Linked DNA regions of Mus musculus: regions 2 and 3 are each linked to region 1. A link is a contact called in public HiCAR-type and HiChIP or PLAC-seq data. All regions are on one chromosome and are shown on one strand. Each heading gives the region's core, a stretch centred on a gene start, on an enhancer-like site or on the middle of the called end of the contact. The rest is flanking DNA. Distances are from core to core; before and after follow the strand shown.

Region 1 (3,981 bases), core at 462-2,961:
TTATCTCAAAGTGGACAGTGGGTCAGAAGTTTTGCTCCAATTCTGTACCCTGAACATCTACTTTAAGGCTCATAGACTAAAGGAAGTGTGCAGCATATGCCTGCATATGTATGTACATACGGAGCTAAAGTTAGAGACGGAGATGAAAGGGTTAACGGTTTGGCTGGACAATGTGCTAGGCTTGCCTGCTTTTGATTCCAGCTCACCTTCCTACAGCTGCCTTAGGAATGTACCTGGAAACAGCCAGCAATAATTTTGACTCTCCTGGCTTTTTGTTCCTCATGTATAAGGTTGGGCATTGTTGTGGTGACATTTCTCACATTGACAATGAACACCCACCACACTTTTCAGTAACCTGGTACTGCTCAGACAGACACTTCCTATGCTCTGAAATTAACTACATGCAAGGAAAACACTTCAGTTTTCTTAGTGGGATATGACCAGTCATATACGGTATGACTTTTCAAAGGTCAAAACGCTTTTACACAGTTGGATGGAGTTTAAGGTGGAGGGGCAGAGATTTGTGTAAGGTTTCCTGTACACTGTTTCTCTGCCTTTCTTCACATTCCTTACTAACAGAAATCTTTTAAAGGAAGAGAATAGAGCAAAAGTTAGAGGAAGAAATTTGAACCCCTCTAACTAGTAGTCACTTGACGTGTATGTCAATTAAGCAAACAGAAAAGGGTAAAGAAATACTCCCTGTGCCAAACATTAGCATCCTATTATGTAAAATCTCCTGTTACAAATATATACCCAGTCTTTCACAGAAACATACAATTGTCTCAATTTGACCTGTTGAATAAAGAACAATTTGGAAAACCATGATGCTCCAACGTTTTGTAGTATAGACCCGTTTAACAGTGGACATCAAGTCTTTACACCTCTCCAAACTAGACATATTTTAGACATCTGTGTGAGCAATTCCATATTTCCTGAAAGCTTCCTTTCATCCATTGTGATTCCCTATACATAGTTCCGGTTAGTTACCTTTAGACACTTCACCAGATTCCTGCACGATCTGAAATTAGCAAAGTGTAAGACGCCATGAACTTAAACTGCACACAGAACCACACTTTAAAGAAGTCTCCCTTTTGCAGAGTTTTTAAAAAGCAGCAGTTCAATACCTCGATGCATTTTTCTGTGGGCACTGGATAAACCATGTCTCTGCTTGCATTATCAAGCCACCGGCTTAATTTGTATTAACTCTAAAATCACTACCCAGGAAAGAACGCCAGCCTACACATGCACCAGATTGCTCCCAGATTGTTTTTGCAAAAGCGTAGATGGTTCACGTTAGTTTACAGCAAAAGCATTCTACAGGAGTGGGAGCTGATGCTCCCCAAAAGGAAAAAAAAAATCTGTACAAGTAAAACACACTTACTGTTTCGATCCAGTCCAGTGCTACTGAAATGCCTGCCTCCATTCCTGGCTTGATTCAGGGTGCTGTTGCTGCTGGGGTGTGCCGGGACAGGTTTAACCACATGTGAATAAAGGATTTCTGTGGCATCATTTTTAAAAGCCAAACAGTTTCTCATCAGGATGCAGAGCAGGGGAATGAGAGAGAGATGAATGGCAGGAGGAAGCATGATGAGTGGAGGATTTGCTGGGCTGAGGAGCCGCTAATTCTTTCCCCCTTGCTTCTGCACTGTGGACTGTGGAATCCCTTCCCAAGGTTCCCTTTATATAGCCAGAGGCTTGGCGTTCATTCAGGTGTAAAGTTGTGTAGGGCTTCGGAGTGAAAACACAGAGAAGGGGTGGGATCCCTACTTGACCCTGCAAAAGAATTTTACCAATGGAGAAGACGGGCTGCAGAAGAGGAGGGGCTTGCTACACAAATTGCCTGCGATTTCAGAGTTGGGCTTTACTGGTCTACGAGCTGAAGCAGGCAAGGCACAGCCCTGTCACAACTGCTACCACTTGCTCCTCAGCCAGGTCCTCTCCGGAGCCTAGGTTCATGGTCAAGTTTAATGGAAGGAAAAGTAGGTTGCTGTTCACATAAAGAGACAGAGTTTATTTTATTTTTCACACTTTTGTTCTCTATTCCCCTCAGATTAAAGAAAATTTGGGGCCTGAAGGGGCTTCTTCCCCAAAAGTTAGAAGAAGCCATATGAGTTTTTGAGTAGTGTCAGACTTGAGTAAAAGATCTATTTAGTTAAATATGTTTTGTCTCTTAAGAAGAAAACCTTTTTCCCCTCTCTTTTCTCATAAAGAGGAAGACACAGAGCTAAAACCTGCCCTCTGGACACACTTAAGTAATGCTGCTTTGATCTGCAGGAGCAACTGTCCTGCTAGGTAAATTACTGCCAGCGGTCCTGGTACTGCCAGCGGTCCTGAGTGTGTGTGTTGGGGGGTTGGGGGGTGTAATGAGCAGAACTCTGTCTGAATTAAATTAACTCATATCAGTTTTCATCTTAAAATATGTCAGCAAGGTTTAGCATTCTGCATGTCTCTTGCCCAAAAGAAAACCATTTTCTATTTATTACCCTTTACCAATTCAAAATATTTCTAGATTGTTCATATACTGCAGGTCCTGAGTTATATTTGTATTTGTCAAACATTGGTTTTGGTAACTTCCTTTGAGTCTGCTGCCTAAGTAAGTGCTGTCACCGTCTGGGCTGCTTTATTTCCATCTGACAGAGCTACTCCATGGGTTCTTTAACTCTGAAAACAAAGGGTCTAGCAGTATGAGTCAGCATGGAAGGGCACCTGCAGCCAAGCTTGGCAATCCTGAGTTCAGCATCGGAACCCACATAACAGAAGGAGAGTGGCCTCTGGGACTTTGTCCTCTAGCCCTCACATGTGTGCTGTGGCATGAGTATAGAAGCCTAAGATAAAGAAATGATTTTAAAAGAAAAGCAGGTTTCATCGGATCTATTAAGCATCTTGACTGGGACAACTTTCAAATTGCCTGTTCAATGATAAATCCAATTTTAATGGTCAGTGTGGCTGTTAGAAAAATGTCTTAGTATTTTGTATCTCTCTCCTTTATAAGTTCTTGTCCATTATAACTGCTATCCACCACCACCTCTCCTTCCTTCTTCCTTAACTGTACATATCAACAGTGGCACCTACTGACATTTTGGAACCAGCAGTTCCTTATTATATAGGCACTTCTATGCATCTTTACTACTGTCCTTGGCTTCTACCCAGTAGCTGTCTGCTGTAAGGAAAAATTCTGCTACTGCCAAATTTCTCCCGGCGTGTCAAAACCGTCCCTGATTAAGAACTAACAATGTTCTGCTTATTATTATAAAAAGAAAGTAAGCATACGAATAGAAGACTAGAATAGAAGACTAAGCATTAAATAAGAAGTGTTCTCTTTTTTCCCAGGGTACTTTGATTTTATTTTAGAAAGTATGACTGCTTATCCTTTAGAGATATAAAATATCCATGGGTTAAAACAAGATGGTGTCGGGAATAGGTGTCAAGATAATACAGTGGGGGGTAGTTAGGATTGTGGTGTTGTAAACTCACATGGGTTGAGGGCTGGCAGAGCATGATATATTCTGTTTACTCTTACATATCTTAAAAATTCTACAAAATAAAAAATTGAAAATCAGAGCCAAAGAATCAATGTTATGTATCACCAGTAGGTGGATTTCTTATTGTTGTATATGATAATTTATTACTTTAAGATCCTTCCTGGAACATGATAAATTAGATTATTTTGTAGGCTATATGTCAAGCATCCTTCCAAAATGGCATGAAGAATTCTTGTCCTGCATTAAGCGACTTCATGTTAATTGTACAATGTTCTTATCAGCAGCTAATCCAATGCCTATAGGAAGCAGGAGTCAAAATAATCAAATCCTTGTCCAATGCATTCTTTTTGTGTAGCAGAAGCAGGACATATTTTAGTTTGAATTTAATTATTAGGATGGGCTACATATTGAACAAATTAATATAGATTGTTAAATCTGCGTAACTTTTGTGTTCTGTGTTCCGTTTAGGAAGCAGCCAGATGAGGAGGGGAGGTAATGT
Region 2 (3,981 bases), core at 398-2,897, 160 kb before region 1:
CTAAACAAGATAACAAATAGCTTAAAATATTTGTTTTTGCATGGCTGCTGGCTCTGATAATATGTGGGGAAAGTATTACAACCTGGAAAATCAGTAGTTGAGACAGTAATCTCCTTGCTGCTCACACTGCCCCTCTCCCTAAGCAATGCACAGCTTCCTTAGAAGTACAATCAAACTGAGTTTTCTACGTCTTTATGTTAAAAGCATAAACAACCACAGCACAACTTTGCCAACTGCTCACAAAGAAATATTTATACATTGCCTGGCTGATACGTAAATATATGTCAACTTTTTGATTTATGGTTATAGATTAACTATTTACAAGCACAGAAACACAAATTATATGACATTAATTGTTTGAAACAAAATATTCTTGAAGGAAAACAAATCTGAGGGTAACTAAAACACAGTCTCACAATTACAGAGAGCTCAGCTTTCCACATGCGAGCCAACTGCTTGCCTACAACTCTAAAAGGAAGCTACACATCTGGGTCAAGGGCTACCCACCCCAGCAAGAGACTGAATTTAAAACTTTACTTCTCACCCGAAACTTGAGCGTTATCATTTTGCTCAGAGTCTAATTTGGAAAAGAACAGTCACCAGCTTCCTGTTGTCCCGAGGACAGAGGGAACACCCCTTGTCTCACTACTAAAATCGGATGTTTAAAAGGGAGTTCTCAATCCGAGACAACTTTATCCCCTGTGACATTTGACAGTTTCATGAGATAATTTTCATGGCCACAGACATGGTGTAAAGGAGAGGGGGCAGTGTGGCACTGAGGGGGCACCTCAGTGGTGTGTGTGGCTTTGGGTACTACCAGACAACGCACTAAACCCTCCTGAGATCCAAGGATCTCCTACACATCCAGGATGCGGCTGAGCTTGAGAACTCTGACTGGAACCATAGAGCCTGCAGAACACAGAGAGAATTCCCTTTCTGTGTGCTGATTACATTCCCAGCACACTAGTAAGTACTGGCTGGGTGTTAAATACACTATGTGGCATCTTAAGGGCAATATAGTGATGAAAAGCAAGCATTATTCCCAAATACACGGTCATGTTCCTTGAAAAAAATATATATATAATGCAGGCGTTGTCAGAAAAATAAGTTTGTTTTGGATTTTTTTGTTTGTTTGTTTTAAAAGTCATCCATTTCAAATTCTCTAAGTTGTACAAACTATTATATGGAAGGCACTCCTTGATGCTCTGACAGGATAGTGCAGAGGCCAGGGACAGCCTTCCATACATTAAACAGGAGGGACCTTCCCAGGCTTATTGAAATATCAGTATATATAGTTCCCTTTCTGATAGGATTGATGCTCCATACTTAATAGGCTGAAGTCTTTCTTTTATGAAAATTAAAATCAATGTGGTATAATAAGTGGTGTTTCACAAGCAGGAAACAAAATAAAATGCAATTTTCAAAACACAAATCAGAGATCTCCGTGGCTGCCAAACATCTGTCCACCTAAAATGTCTGGGATTTAACTGTCTCTAGAAATCCTCAGTGGCCTCACATCTGAAGCTCAGGCGCTGACAGTCACAAGGTTGAACACACCTTTAATCATGGCTTCAGCTGCACACAGGTCTTGTTTGTAGGTCACCTAAAGGACAGATAAACCTCATTAGGCTCAACAGAGCAGGCAGGAATGTGAGAGCTGTAAAACAAAGCCCCAAGGGAATTCTTCCCTCGGGAGAAACTGCACACACCACACAAGCCATTTCCAAACCAAAGAGCCATTAGACGTTCACATTAAATCAAATCCAATTTCAACAAATTATGAAGATCTAAGCCTTATATCTTTGACTAAGTTATGATAGCACGTAGCAGTGGTTACTGAAATATGATTATTATAACTGGTGTCAAAGGAAATGCATAAGGGTTCAAACAGAAGTATGCACACCACTGTTGTATAAGGTTTCACACTGGAAAAGAAAGAGGTAAGGAAGAAAGGAGAAAGAGGGAGGAAAGAAGGGCTGCGAGGCTGAGGGAGGAAGAGAGTCTCCAAATAGCAAAAGATGACCAGCTCCATTCTAAGCTGAAATTCTCAAAGACCAATTTACATCTAAAGGGACTTCGGAATTCTGAAGGTCATTGTAAAACGGGTTGGTTGCACCTTGTGAAATTTTTCTTAAAGCACAGCCTCTATAAAAAGAATCTATAGGGTACCACAGTGCACCTAAGGACAATGATGCACTTTCCTTAATAGCAAACAGCTTGCTCATAATTGCACCCTGCTTGTTGTAAGGTAACCTTCCACAGTATGCATATCCGGTCTATGGCAGATCCTTCCCAAGGGCCATCCAGTAAGTTCAGATGCAGAACACCTGCAAATTACTGATTTATACCATGGAACTAGAACACACAGTGAACAATAAAATAGTATCAAGTCGGTACAATAAGGTTCGATGGGCACATCTCTCAAATGCCCAGTTAATTAACAATGTCAGTGGCCTCAACTTTGTCATGTAAAATGTTCACCTAACTAGTCCCTTTCCAGACTGTCAGGTTGGTTTTGTTTTGTTTTCTCTAAATGATCTCTGCCATGATCTTGCTTAGCTCAAGTAGACCAGGGCACATGTATAAAGTAAATTCCCCTGCCAGGCTTTACCCTAGCAGGCAGGTTTGATGATGCCATACTCTTTTTTTCACTGCAGTAACAGCAAACACAGAAAGACAGATGGAAGTCTACTGGACCAATTTACTGATCTATTAAAAACAAAGATGCCATTACTCTGCCAGCTGTACAGAAAGTACAACTCACTGTTCTCTGTGACCCTTGGCACTGCAGTTACTCTCCACAGTCCATTTCTGCGGTCTATGAAACAAGAACATGCTCAGTCTATGGATTTCCCAACTGTGATGTATCTGATTCCAATAAGTGTTTACAGAAAGGGTTATAAAGTGATCTAGATGCCCTTCACTCTGCTAGGAGCAGAGCAACGGCAGGGCCCAGTGGAACCTTTGACCTCTGGACATGCCCCCTTCGTCAAGAACTTCCTGTGAAACGGAATAAACCTAGTTTTGAACTATTTCTTAATTTCAGGTTAACTATATACCTGAATTGCAAACTAACTTATATTTGCAACTTAAATAAGAAAATAATTTGTATAGCCATTGTCTGTTGTATAGATTAAACTCCAGTCAGAACTCAAGAGTATACGTAGCTATTGATTTACTTCCTCCTGCATTGAGTGGTAAACTACAATCTAGGTTCAAGTTAATATTAATACTGGACATTTAAACTGATATAAATTTATCACCAAATACTAAATTAACTTTCAGAATTCTTAAAACTTCAAGTAATTACTTATGAATAAAATGCATGTTTTTCACTTTATAGTAATAGCCACAAACCAGACTTTAAAAGTTTGTTAAGTTTATTTCTACTGCCTCCAGCATATAGGTTATAGATGCCAACACAGAGATGAATATTTTTTACTTAGATTAACATCTACTATGTGTTTAGGGATAGTTTTAAAGCCAGGCATAGTGGCACCCACCTATAACCCCAGCAATTGGAGACTAAGGCAGGAAGGGGAAGAATTAAGACCAGAGTAGTCTACATAGTGATTTGAGGCTTGTCTGAGCTATGAGCTATGTAGCCCAATACTAGCTAGAGGGAAATAATCTGTTTTTTCCCTAAATAAAACAGAGAATGTACTTCAAAGGAAATAGTACTGGAAACTGTCATAATTTTGAAATGATGCGTTATTCACTCTGCTAATTTTTTAAAAAAGAGTTGCCTTTGCTTATTTTTAATTTACAGAAGCATTGAAACAATCAGTTCTGAAGTTGATTCTCAGCACTTGTCAGCCTTGTGGGTAAGGTCAGTGTTGACACTGAGTTTCTTCAGTCAGCACAAGCCGTACTTTTCCTTTGACCTTGCACAATACCCAACTATTGGAAATAATTACTCTCAAAAAACCCTTGTGATGGACTAGCGTGCTGGTGTGTTTCTCACTGGTTTTCAACCTATTC
Region 3 (3,981 bases), core at 462-2,961, 160 kb after region 1:
TTTCTCCAGCTGCCAATGGGTTTTCACTTTCAAGTGAACATGTGATAGCATTGGCTTGTTTAAAACCAGAATTCCTATCCCTGGTGGATTATGGGTTGAAAGCTGTCCTCTCTTAATTTTGATTGGTACAACAGGCACACAGCCGGGGCTCCAGTTCACTAACCTAAATCCCAGACCCACTAAAGGGAGCAAGAAACTAACCTAGAGACGGCATGAAAGCCAGAACTCATTGACAGCCATGCAGTTCATAGAATAAAAATCCAACCCAGAGCTCTGAGATTTCCAGCAAATATTGATTACCGTGAGAATCATGACTGATTTAGAAGTGAGATCAGTTCCTAGTCGCCTGCTGAGTTCAAACCATTGTTTTCTCTTCTCATACTCTTTAGACACGTGGACAGTCCTTGTTAGGAAGAATACATTTGTCTTCCTATCTGTGATTCTAGATGAGTTTGGCTAAGTAGAAAACTGTAAACCCAGGAGCTCTGTATTACAATGTCTGGCTTCTCTGTCATTCGAGGGCACATGTTTAATTTTTTCACTTAAAGCATCCACATTAATCATGCCCACAGGCACCGCATCCTCTTCTCAGCAAAGTGACAGTGCACGTGGTCACGCTGATGTTACCTGCCAGGTAACGGGGATGCGGCCAGGAACTCATTTGGGACATGCACTCAGGGACTGGTGGGGAAACATGGCTTCTAGTTGGCTTCCTTCCTGCAAGCTGCACAGAGGAGGCGTGGCTCGAATCCACAAAGTGGACTGGGAAGCACCAAGGAGCTCAACAAGATCACTTGAGGTCTAACATCGGACCAAGGTCAGTCGTGTCTGTGGGTGCCTGCGCCGACCTGGGCTACAGGAAGCCAGCCACAGAAGGCCTTGATGCAGAAAGCTCAGGGCGGAACATGCAGAGCGAGTTCTGTGCCCTTATAAAGAACCCCTGTTGCTGAAAGCTCCCTCCACCCGCAGCAGGGGCGGGGATCTGCAAGGGATCCAGATCCTTAAGCCTCCGGAAGTCGAAAGGGCCCTTTATACACCCGACTTGGAGCCTAGAACTACCAGGCCACTGCGGTCTTGACTGATTACGGTCAAAACATCCAATGAGCTGGCAAGCATGCATACGCAAAGACAGGCGCCCAGGGCCACGCGTGACTGTCTAAGATGTGTAGTGACAGTCGGTCGATTTCCAAAAAGCTGATTTAGAGGTCTAAGCTCGGCAACCTAGATCTGATGGCCTCAATTTTTCTGCCTCCCATCTCCCCGCCCCTGCAATCGGTCCCCAGACAGAGACAGAAAGGCTTTTTCCGGATTGCAAGTTGCCCAAGGTCCTCCGGGCCTAGGGCGCGCTCCAGGCTCCTCAATGCCCTGAGACCAGGTGTGCAGCACCCGGATACCAACCCTGCACCCGTACCTTTCCCGATCACTTCCAGCAGTTCCTTTTCCTCCTGGGTCAGCTCGCCTTTCTTTATGTGACCCATCGTTCCCGCCAGCTTGACGCTTATTCTATTTCTTTGGAAAGGTTTTTTAAAAAAACAAGAGACGTGTATGCGTCGTGGAAGACCGCCACAGCAAGGCAACTCGAGGCCGGAGCAGCAGCCCAGTGAAGTGGCAGAGTCGCTAGGGTCTCACGGCTGGGGGCTGGCGGGTGCGGCGAGCTTGAGCGAGCCGGGCTGGCGCTCTCCACAAGTCCCGCCCCCGCGCCTCAATGGCCAGGTCGGGAGGAGGAGCTGCAAGAGGCAGCAAGCGACTCCAATTGGAGCAACCTACGAGGTCCAAACCAAAAGGAGACATTTGGAAGGGGATTCAATACATCTTCTAGGTTTCCTATTCCCATGATAACCTATTAAGAAGTACAGGGACACAGGGTTCCTTGGATTCTAAGGATAGAAGTTCTCTGCCTGGTAGTGACTTCTGTGGGCACGTGCGGAGGCATTGGGATGCAGCTAGACGGGCTGCACTGCCCCTAAGAGTGGCGCGGTTCGGGCAAGGGGCGGGGATAGGGCGGGGCCGGGGCAGGAGGCGGAGCTACACCGGGTTCTGTGTGTCTGTGTCAATGTGTCTGTCCTTCACTCCTCCATTGTCTGCCTCAGCCACTGCCGCCGCCACTGCTGCTGCAGGATCCGCCGCAGCCACCAGTCTCGCGCGTCGTCGCTCCCTCCTTGGACAGGTAAGAGGTGATCAGGTGGGGCGGCGGGAGCCTGAGAGTTGAGCGAGCAGTGACCGCCTCCGAGCCAAGGGGTCCCAGCGGGCTGGAGCTGGCGTGGAGGAAGCATGTGCCACCTGGGGCGGTTGCCTTCCTCTTCATAGAGGAGCCCCCGCGCCGCGCCATCATCCATGCACGTACTGTGTATTAGTGCCTCTCGAGCGAGACCTAGACCTCGCTACGTTTGTCCGCCCCAAGAGCTCCGGGGACCGCGGGCCGGCCGTAAGCTGGCCACGCGGTGAAAGTGGCGGGTGCACATGGTCTCGTGCGTGGCGATCCCCGGGGAGGCCCACTGCCGGGAGGTGAGGGGAACACCCCATGACCAGCGACACTGGGAGAGGCTCGGAGAAGGTAAATTTCTTTTTGCAAACCTAGCCCTCCCCAGTACTTGTCTGTCATTTCTTGCCCTCTGTGGAAGCCATGGAACCTGGACCTGTGGTGTTCGCTAAGGATATTTAGAAGCGACTTACAACTGCTCTGATACTTTGTTGGGGTGTGGGGGTCTTTTTTGCTCTGAGAGAGCTGCCTGTCTTTATAACTCAGGTTTGGGGATTTATGGAACTAGGGAGGGTAGGCTGGAGAGGGCGGGGATTAAATTGGTGTTGCTGTCTATATATAGCCTTAGATTAGTTTCTTAATCCAGCCTTCATTCAACTGTGGTGTGGCTCCTGGAGCGTCCACCGTAGGTAGATAAGAGGTGAATATCGTGTGTACCTTTCTGTGCCTCCGATGCAAGGTACGCTTAAGAAAATATTCAATCATTCCTCCAAGATGCTTATCTGTAGCGTTCTACAGCGTCAATCACTGCTTCTTCGGAAATGACTGTTTAGTTTTGCTGTTGTTTCTCAACAGACTGGTATTGATGTTTCCGTTAAAACACAATTGTGCTAGGGAGAAATACTTGAATAATCATGTAGGTGGTTTTTATTAAGTAGCCCCAGGATCGCTCTTTCATTCCACGGTGCCAAGAATGATGTGAAATGCCTTTTCCTGTGGCCCCTCTACCTCGTTTTGCTCAAAGCGCGTACTAGCACTTCAGAGACCCACAGATGACGTTCCCTATCTCTTATCTTTAACCAAAATCTTTTCTAAACTCCCGCTGCCCATCCCCCAACAGCCACCGACAGACATGAGCTTCAGCTTGGGGAGGGAGGAGCAGATAGATTCTCCCATGAAAATGGTTGGTAATTATTCATCTCAATATATAACAAAGAAACTTTTGTTTGATGATGCTTTAAAAATGATGTAGCTGTTCAAACAAGCAGTAGGGCTTGTGAGAGTGACCAGTGTTGTGTAACACATAATGCTACCGCCACAGCAATTAATGTGCCAGAGGTAGTAGCCACAGACCTAAGAAAATGCCTGAGAGTAACCTCGCCATGTGACTACACATCATTTCATCAGATGCAGAGACAGAATTGGGTACTTAACTGCCAGGGTTTCCATCTCTGGTGCCAAATCTGGGCCATGGTTACTTGAAGGTCACACCTGTTTGTCTCCCTGGGGTTGTCAGTTCCTCGACCGATGGAAACATTAGGTTGTGTTTTAAGCACCTGGTGGGTATTTCGTCTTCTGAATGCATGGCTTTCATTTAGAGTTGATGATATTTACGGACAAAGGAAAACACCCACCCAGAAGTGCAGATAAATCCTATGTTCAGTTTGAATTTTGGAACCAGATACCTAATGGAGAGTGTTCAGAAGGGTTTCAATCGTAGCATAAATATTTAATGTCAAAATTAGATTAGCTAATGAGCTTATTGAAATGTGTTCTCATTA

The links. HiCAR-type assays count read pairs that join an accessible place to other places. HiChIP or PLAC-seq counts read pairs in DNA pulled down with a chosen protein or histone mark.
Region 2: a contact with region 1 is called in a HiCAR-type map of kidney, with 32 times the contacts expected there. The contact joins the enhancer-like site here to the promoter of Sostdc1 in region 1. A contact is called at or near these places in 3 of 39 promoter capture datasets (the 3T3-L1 cell line, hematopoietic stem and progenitor cells and liver), 3 of 484 Hi-C or Micro-C datasets (cortical neurons and epidermal suprabasal cells) and 2 of 115 datasets of contacts at active chromatin or transcription factors (embryonic stem cells and kidney).
Region 3: a contact with region 1 is called in an H3K4me3 HiChIP or PLAC-seq map of embryonic stem cells, with 6 times the contacts expected there. The contact joins the promoter of Ankmy2 here to the promoter of Sostdc1 in region 1. A contact is called at or near these places in 3 of 484 Hi-C or Micro-C datasets (centrocytes, embryonic stem cells and epidermal suprabasal cells), 2 of 115 datasets of contacts at active chromatin or transcription factors (the 230-238 cell line and embryonic stem cells) and 1 of 9 other capture datasets (liver).

What each region holds. Positions count from the first base shown.
Region 1 is chr12:36,311,899-36,315,879 of GRCm38.p6, reverse strand. It overlaps Sostdc1 (sclerostin domain containing 1), which reads right to left and starts at 1,711. Exons shown (of 2, transcript NM_025312.3): 1 at 1,382-1,711. The coding sequence starts at 1,586.
Region 2 is chr12:36,474,322-36,478,302 of GRCm38.p6, reverse strand. Crppa (CDP-L-ribitol pyrophosphorylase A) reads right to left here. Exons shown (of 10, transcript NM_178629.6): 5 at 1,558-1,603. Among named protein-coding and RNA genes, the nearest start is that of Crppa, 95 kb to the right of the region's middle. Within about 2 kb of position 1,647, at least 20 of the 459 cell types and tissues checked have an H3K27ac peak or open chromatin away from gene starts, as enhancers often do. A contact at or near this core is called in kidney, where this site is marked.
Region 3 is chr12:36,154,854-36,158,834 of GRCm38.p6, reverse strand. It overlaps Ankmy2 (ankyrin repeat and MYND domain containing 2), which reads right to left and starts at 1,711. Exons shown (of 10, transcript NM_146033.3): 1 at 1,412-1,711. The coding sequence starts at 1,478. Bzw2 (basic leucine zipper and W2 domains 2) reads left to right here and starts at 2,010. Exons shown (of 12, transcript NM_025840.3): 1 at 2,010-2,167.